Regions from separate parts of the Sus scrofa genome. Here region 1 is linked to region 2. Evidence: chromatin contacts called from public HiChIP or PLAC-seq data. All regions are on one chromosome and are shown on one strand. Each heading gives the region's core, a stretch centred on a gene start, on an enhancer-like site or on the middle of the called end of the contact. The rest is flanking DNA. Distances are from core to core; before and after follow the strand shown.

Region 1 (4,185 bases), core at 1,362-3,861, 150 kb before region 2:
AACCACATGCACACATGGATCATTATTTAGTTGAAGAGGAATACTGCAGATCTCCAGAACTCTCTCTCATTCTGTTCAGCCTTCTCTTCTTTGGGAGTCTTTCCTATGGATTTTAGTTGTCTTAGTTTCCCTGAGCTCTCAACTTTATCTCCTCAACTTAGAGAGCTCAGTAGTCTCTGTTTATGCCTCCTCTTCCCTGCACTGTGCTCTGGAGACTCTCTCTAGACAGTCAGCTGAGGCAACTGTAGGATTCTCCTCATTTGTTTTCCATCTCTCAGAGGTCACTATCCTTTTTTTTTTTTTTTTTTTTGTCTTTTTGCCATTCCTTGGGCTGCTTCTGCGGCATATGGAGGTTCCCAGGCTAGGGGTCGAATAGCAGCTATAGCCGCTGACCTACACCAGAGCCACAGCAGTACAGGATCCGAGCCGGGTCTGCGACCTACACCACAGCTCACGGCAACGCCGGATTGTTAACCCACTGAACAAGGGCAGGGATCGAACCTGCAACCTCATGGTTCCCAGTCAGATTCGTTAACCACTGTGCCACCACGGGAACTCCTCACTATCCTTTTTTATCTGAGATGTCTTGAAACTGTTGTTTCATATATTTTGCCATTTTAAAAAAAGTTGTTTCAGGAAAGAGAGTAAATAAATTCAGTATCTGTACTCCATCTTGACCAATGAGAAATTTATTCATGCCAAATGCTCTAGAAGTCTGTAAGTTAACTTCTTTTTTTCTAATCGCATGGAGAAACCCAGAAAACCAAAACATGAGTCAACAACCCTGGCTGCCTCCCATCCCTTTCTTTTTTGTTTCATATCCAATCACCTTCAGGTGATTCCACATGGAATTACCAGTTCTGAGGAATGGTTACATAAATTAATTCAGCTTCTATAATATCTAGCAGTACTTTAATGGTATGTAGAAATGTTTATTATCTACTATGTAAAGAGATTATAAAAATTCTGTATATTATACAATATGAGATAACTGAAATAAAAGTCATGCCAAATGTGAGTTGGGGCTGACATAAAATATGCCAAAATGCTAGCAGCCATATCTGGATGATGAGGTTGTGAGAAGTCTTTTTCTTCCTCTTTAGACATTTTCTATATTTCCAAATTATTACAGTAAATGAATATTTACCCTATTTACTTTTAAAGATGCTTTTAAAAAGTACTGTTCTGTTTTGTTTTTGATTTTAAGACAGATTTAGGGAGACAAAAAGTGAGGAAAATTAAAAAAAAAATAAAGATACAGAAAGTAAGAGGTTACACTTTGTTATGTCTCCTAGAATTTCACTCAAAGGCTTATTTGACTGACCCTTGCAGTGTCCCTGTAAAGAAGTCCTGGATTACAAAAGGTCATAAAAAAAAACAGGAATAAAGCAGTCAGAACTTAATATTTTTCCCCCACAGTGTTAGGAAGAAAGGAGCCTACTAATAAAATGTCTAGTGCTTTCTTCAGTAGTGGCTAAAATGTTCCACCTTGTAATGTAGTTCAGAAAAATGCTGCTGAGACATTGTGGAAGTTTAAGGAGAAATGATAGGAGAGAGTTTTAGTTAATTAGCTCTACTTTCTCTTAATTATCAAAATTAATAGACCTCAATTGACTATTTTATTCTTAGGTCAGGTACTGCCATCATCCTTACTTTGCAAGGAAGAAAGCAGTAGGAAGGACTGTGTGTCTTAGTTGAAGGAACTGTCTTGTTAGAATCAGGCAGACCTGAGTTCAAAACCTACCTCTGCCGCTTCAAAAAGCATGACCATAAGCCATGTCTAGCCTCTTTGAGCATGTTTCCATTTTCCATTTCAACAAGTTGTAAAAATAAATAATCTCATAGCAGTGTTATGAAAATTAAATAAGTAAAATGTATGTGGCAGTATATAGAAAGCACTCAAATCTATACTAATCTAATGACATCTGAGGAGCCATAAAGTAAATAAGCTATTTTTTCTTTCATTCCAGGAGGTCCTAGTCTAGACAGATGAAAACATATGCACAAATAAAATGATTGGTGTAGAGTGGAATGTAAGTATTTAATGTCAAAAATAGGAGTCAGGAGAGAAAGACAGCCCAGGATGATGAATCGGTCAGTGCAAACTGCATGAAAGAGGTAGATTAACACTGAGTCTCTAAATGTAAAGAGATTAGAAGTCATCATTCCCATCCTAACTAGAAAAAGCTGAACAAACTAAAAATCAACAATTCTTCGGAGAATTGACTTCACAGGGCAAATCATTGCCCCTAAAATTGGAGAGAGACACAGGGCAATACAGAGAATTGCAATTCACCACAGCAAAACCCTGCAAGCAGAAACCTGTGTGGAAACTGTTAGTGGGTAGAAAATTCTACACTGTAATTGACAAATTGCTGGTAAAAGAACTAGAATTGGTAGAGAACAAGTTATAGCCCCATTGGGGTGAACAAAGGATGGGGGCTGGAATTTATAGCAATAGGTGTCGTTACCTACTAAAAAATGAATAAACAGAAACCTCAATTAAATAGAGTTGGAGGCCAGAAGGGGGAGCTCTCATCCTGTGTGGAAAACAGAGCCCAGCAAGTAAACAGACTTGCTTCAATTCAAAGACTCAGCCAATGGAAAGCCATGGACTCTTGGCTTACTAAAGCCCTCTCAATTTCCTTTTCCTCCCTATAAAAGCACACTCCTTTCCTTCCAGGCCTTGCAGGTGGCTCACCATGATTGCAGACCCCAAACTGCAATTCTCTGCTGATCCAAAACAAACCCATCTTTGCTGAAGAAATATCTGTTTGTTTCAGGTCAACATACCTGACCATGTTATTGCTAAGCAAATGAAAAACTTCAGGGATTAAAAATGTCCAGGATCCATAGAGAAACCCAGTGATGGGTGCTATTACCTCAACTTTTAAACAGATTGAGTAGGTAAATTCATTTAAATACTATGGATCATACATATGTTTGCCTTTGGTACTTCTCAAGATCAAACTATACATGGTAGTGAAGGAATTTTAAAAGATACAAACCCACAAGACAAAGGGAAAGAAGGAATATCAGCAGACGAGCAATTTCTACAGTATTTAAAAAATGAGAAAATAGAGAAGAGAATTCTAGTTTATCCAGGCAAGGACTATAGTGCATGTACATTTTTATAATGAATATGTGGCAGCTAAGAGGAAGAAAGCTGACTGGCATTGCAGAATGCAGGGAATTAGATCTTAGAGGCGAGAAGAAGAGCATAGTGGTGAGACATGGGATAGAAAAAGGCCTTAAATTGAAAGTCAACACTGGTAATTTCCTTTGCCAAACCACCTCACTGAGACTGCAAGAGCAACTAGACAGATGGAAAAACTAAAAGCTACCAGGTATCAGTAGCTCTTCTATCCTGCTTTAGTTTGCTTCATAGCTGTCTCCACCTGACATTATGTTCTCTAGTTATTTATTAATTGAGCTACTTTTTATTTTCCCTATAGGAAGTAAGCTCTAAGAAGGCAGGGCCTTTCTTGGTCTTCTTCAACTCTCTGTTTTTGTGCCTGGAAAATTGTAGCATTCAGTAAATATTTGTGGCATGAATAAGTGAATGTATAAATGAATTAATGAACCAATCCATCAACGAACAATAGTGATATTACATGGTAACTTTCGTCTACTCCCGGACGTACCACATTTTCCCCCTAGCTTTGGGGCCTTTGTATAAGAAAACTTTCCAAGAGAAAGAAAAATGATGAACAAAGTCACAGGAAGGAGGAAGCACAGGACTGGAGGGAACAGAGCAGAGCTTTGCTCCATTAGAGTAGGACTGCTTCTTTAGGGCTCTTCCCTAATTTCCTTGGAGACAAACCTATATTTTCCTTAACTGCATCTCCCGTACCTCTCAATATCAAAGCAGGTTTTAATGTAGCTATTGTAAATTTTTCCGGTTGAAATGGTTAGTATTTTACTTGGCTGTCTTCTCACTACAGCATTTGTGCAGTCTGGCAGCTCTGATCATCACAGAACCCCAGCCTTCTCAATGAAGAGATGTAAATACAGGGGGATGAAGAGGAACCATGGCAGGGAATCATGTTCCCACTTCAGCACACCATTATACAGATCACTCCTCTTCAAAGAGAAAGCAAATGTCACTTTCTCATGAGTGGGGTAATTTTCCTTCCCGGTGGTTGGGGCTGATAGCTCACAAGAATCTAGTGCCATCACCTATAT
Region 2 (3,882 bases), core at 1,123-3,622:
ACTCCTATATGGCAACAATATGTGGGGGCTGCCCACTGTAACTGGGGCTTGTGTTTTCAATTCATCACAGTTCCTTCCACAACCCCAGTGAGTGAATCTGGACTCACAACTCTGACTTCACTCATTTAATATACCTGCTGGGCCACTATTGATCTCCAAAAAATAAAAAATAAAGGAAAACAGTGAGAAATGTGAAAAATAATGTTCATTTACTCATTCTTTCAATATTTATTGAATGCTAATTATGTTATCAATCACTTTGTTACATGTTGGCATATTTTCAGTGAACAACAACAAAAATATAGTTATTCTTCTATTTTAACCCTGAGGACTTAATATGGTCACTTTAATCAGAATTATAACAATGTTGAAAATTTTTAACAAGAAAATATTTTTCATGGTAATTTTCATTCAGTCAATTAAAGAGAGTAGGGGTGACAGAAGAGTAAGCACAAAGAATGAAAACACAGGAAAAACCCCAGAAGAACATGGAAAGAGAGCCTATAGCTGTTCTGCCATAATAACAGATAAGTTCTCAAATACATTGGCACATCAGACCACTCTTGGTTTTCAACATCCTTAGGTTGACAATGACAGACAACACGATGCCCTGCTATAACCAACAATGTGGACAATGTTTTCACTCAAAGAAGTTTCCTTTCTACTGGCAGTATTCTTAGGTTGGAAACAGACCAAAAAGTTCCTTGAATTTCAATTTCAGGAATTTTGACATTATTCTCCTGCTAATGGGCAAACAGTGGAGTTTTACTACCTGTTATTCTAAGTTTCTTAGTATACTCACAGAAGCCTATTTCTTCACTGGATCCAGGTTTGAAATAAATCAGCCATAACCCTTAGGTGAGTTTCTGTGAATAGGGGGAGAAAAGAGAGGAAAAAAATGCCACCATCCAATGTGGAATACAAACAGACAATTCAGAGAGAGGTGTATTTATTTCTTTCATAAGAATTCAAAGCATTTTTCCACTCAGCTCAGTTTGACGTCCCCATTCCAGTCAGTAGTATGATACCAAGATATGGGAGTGTGAGTGTGAGTGTGTGTGTGTGTGTGTGACTGGGCAGGGAAAGAGGCAGTAAAAGGGAAGTATGATCCAGTTGTTACTAATGGATTGCTAAATTTTCCCTCAAGTAAAGATATTTTAGCCTTCTCTTTCTCCTATGTCTTATGTCATATCTTGGCATCAAATCAGCCCTACCAGAAGCAAGCACATTAACTCTTTCAGCTCTCTAGGGTAACATTCAGACTATTCAATGCATTTCTGGTGCTCTTCTCTCTAAATGGACCATACGAGGATAATATTTAGTTCAATACACTAGTGATTCATAAAACAATTCCCTGGAGGTTTGAAAGAGTTAACCTGTACCTCTCCCTAAACATTTAGTTTAGTACAAAGTGGGGGAAACGAGGAAAATAGAGACTAATATCTCATTAATTGGCACAAAATTCTAGTGACATAAGCAAAAGACAGAAAGTACCATCTTTAATATACAAATGGAAAAACTGAGAACCCCAAGAAATTCTTGTTCACAGTCACACAGTAAGCTGACCTCAGAGCCAAAACTATTTCCAGGTCTCCAAATGTTCCATCTGGAGCTCTGCCTATGATTTCCTCCAAATTCAAACTCATGTAGGGAAAGGGTGGATGGAAGTGTGTAAGAGGTAGAGGTTAACACAAGAGTACTTGTGGGCCCTTCCAGGTCCAAAATTCTGTCTTTTTCATTTCTCTGAAATGCAAATGTTGGTCTGTTCTACTACAAATTCTGCTTGAGATGAAACAGAATTTTAAGTATAATCTGTACAACCATTCCTTCCCAATTTCCTTCCTGGCCAGAAGTTACCGTCACCTCTGACCACACAAAACCAGAGGCCTTTCTACGTTTTGCCTCAGTTCCCATCAACGTGTTTGCAACTTCCCATAGTTTATTTTCATCTCTCTCCAGCAAACGAGGCCTCTTGTGAAATGAGAGAAGACAGGGTCAGCAAACACATGCCTGCTGGCTCAACAGAAAATACCACACAGAGCTGGGGGAGCCCGCATGGGGGCTGCCAGGAGGCTGCACAGCTAATTTGCACCCTGGCACTGCAGTTGGATTTCTTATGAGACAGAATTCTTGAGATTAAGTCACTGTTGTTGAAAAGGAAGTCGGGAATAACAAGGGTGGGGGAATTGCCATGACTTTGCAATCCAACTGTGACCCTCTTCATGCCAAAGTTCAGAATAATAAATTTCGGAGCTGGAAATCATCCAATGCATATCTTATCAATGAGAAAACCAAAGCAAACAGGGAAGTGACCTATCCCAGACCACATGACTCATTAGTGGCACAGTCAGTGAATGAGGGCATTTGAGTGTAAAGAACAGAAAGAGAGAGGCTGACATTACTTCAGATAATGAGGATGCATGGGGGGCAGGGGAACTCCAGTGGCAGCACAGACAAATTTCACTGAGAGCTAAACACTGCAGATACGTAAGAGCAGTTCTAGTAAATATATACTCAGCCTGCCACTTTCACTCTGGCAAACGTGTCTTAGACATCAGCATCTGTCTGTCTGTCTGCTCTAGTCCTTTAGTACTATGGGCACTAACTACTCTCTTCTCTGGCTTTGCTTTTACTGCTTTTGTTTATATAAATACACATCTCTTTATTCTCCTGTCTGCTTTTAATTCCTGTTTCCCAGAGTTTCTGCTTCCTATGTTGGCTTCCTGACTTACTTTCTGTGTGTCTCCTGTTTTCTGCCCACTGACAAACAACTGACTACCCGTAGATAGACTTACATTCAATTTCTGGGTGGAAGGATCTGATGTAACCCTCCAGCAGTTCTATAGCGCTCTGCCTCCAGACCTTAGGGTTAATACAGATGATGGCTACAGAAAGAGGTCCTTCCCTGGTCAATCAGGATAGACTAGAAAGACAAGATGAGAAGTCATTTTTCCTCAGAATGGTCTTGAGCATAGAAAACACTTGGAGTATAATTAGTGCTTTGGCCTAGACTTCACAGCTCTTGGTTATGTAGCATGTAGTAGTGAATAAGAAAATATTTCTGGAGCAAGGCTGCTGGGTTTTAATCTTCTGGCAAGTTTCAGTTTAGGCAAGTTAGGCAAGCTTAGATTCCTTATCTTAAACATAGAGATTATAATATTGTCTATCTTATAGGGTTGTGAGAGGACTGTGATAATTTACATAGAATGTTCAGAAAAGAATCTGGCACATAAGTGCCCAATAACGTTGTATATTATTGTTATTATTATTATTATTATTATATTGTTTTTTTCCACAGCACCTGTGATAGTTTTAAAATAGACCTGCAGGGAGTTCCCGTCATGGCTCAGCGGAAACAAATCTGACTAGCATCCATGAGGATGCAGGTTCAATCCCTGGCCTCACTCAGTGGGTCAAGGATCTTGCCATGAGCTGTGGTGTAGGTCACAGATGTGGTTTGGTTCCCCAGTTGCTGTGACTGTGATGTAGGCCAGCGGCTACAGCTCTGATTTGACCCCTAGCCTGGGAACCTCCATTGCCACGGGTGTGGCCCCAAAAAGATTAAATAAATAAATAAACAAATAATTAAAAAATTAAAATAGACCTGCAAATCCTGTGACACTTCTTCCACAAAAAAAAAAAAAAAGAGCTTAATTTGTCTCCTTTGAATATGGTTCACTTTAGTGACTTCCCTCTAATGTGCCAATGCAACAAAAATGCTGCTGCATGATTTCCAGGGCTAGTTCGGGAAGGCAATATAATTTCTGCCTTGTTGGTACTCTTGTTATTGAAACTCAGCCATCTTGTTGTAAGGAATCCCAGAACCCATAGAGAGGTCATATATAGACAATGTACCAGCTGACAGCCTGGGCTAAGGTCTCA

The links. HiChIP or PLAC-seq counts read pairs in DNA pulled down with a chosen protein or histone mark.
Region 1: an H3K27ac HiChIP or PLAC-seq map of alveolar macrophages shows a contact between it and region 2. The contact joins two enhancer-like sites. A contact is called at or near these places in 1 of 47 Hi-C or Micro-C datasets (embryonic fibroblasts) and 1 of 2 datasets of contacts at active chromatin or transcription factors (alveolar macrophages).

What each region holds. Positions count from the first base shown.
Region 1 is chr1:225,963,832-225,968,016 of Sscrofa11.1, reverse strand. The region is part of intron 5 of TMC1 (transmembrane channel-like protein 1); the gene reads right to left. Among named protein-coding and RNA genes, the nearest start is that of TMC1, 250 kb to the right of the region's middle. Within about 2 kb of position 2,611, at least 3 of the 83 cell types and tissues checked have an H3K27ac peak or open chromatin away from gene starts, as enhancers often do. A contact at or near this core is called in alveolar macrophages, where this site is marked.
Region 2 is chr1:225,813,406-225,817,287 of Sscrofa11.1, reverse strand. All of the region lies in intron 2 of TMC1 (transmembrane channel-like protein 1), which reads right to left. Among named protein-coding and RNA genes, the nearest start is that of TMC1, 100 kb to the right of the region's middle. Within about 2 kb of position 2,372, at least 46 of the 83 cell types and tissues checked have an H3K27ac peak or open chromatin away from gene starts, as enhancers often do. A contact at or near this core is called in alveolar macrophages, where this site is marked.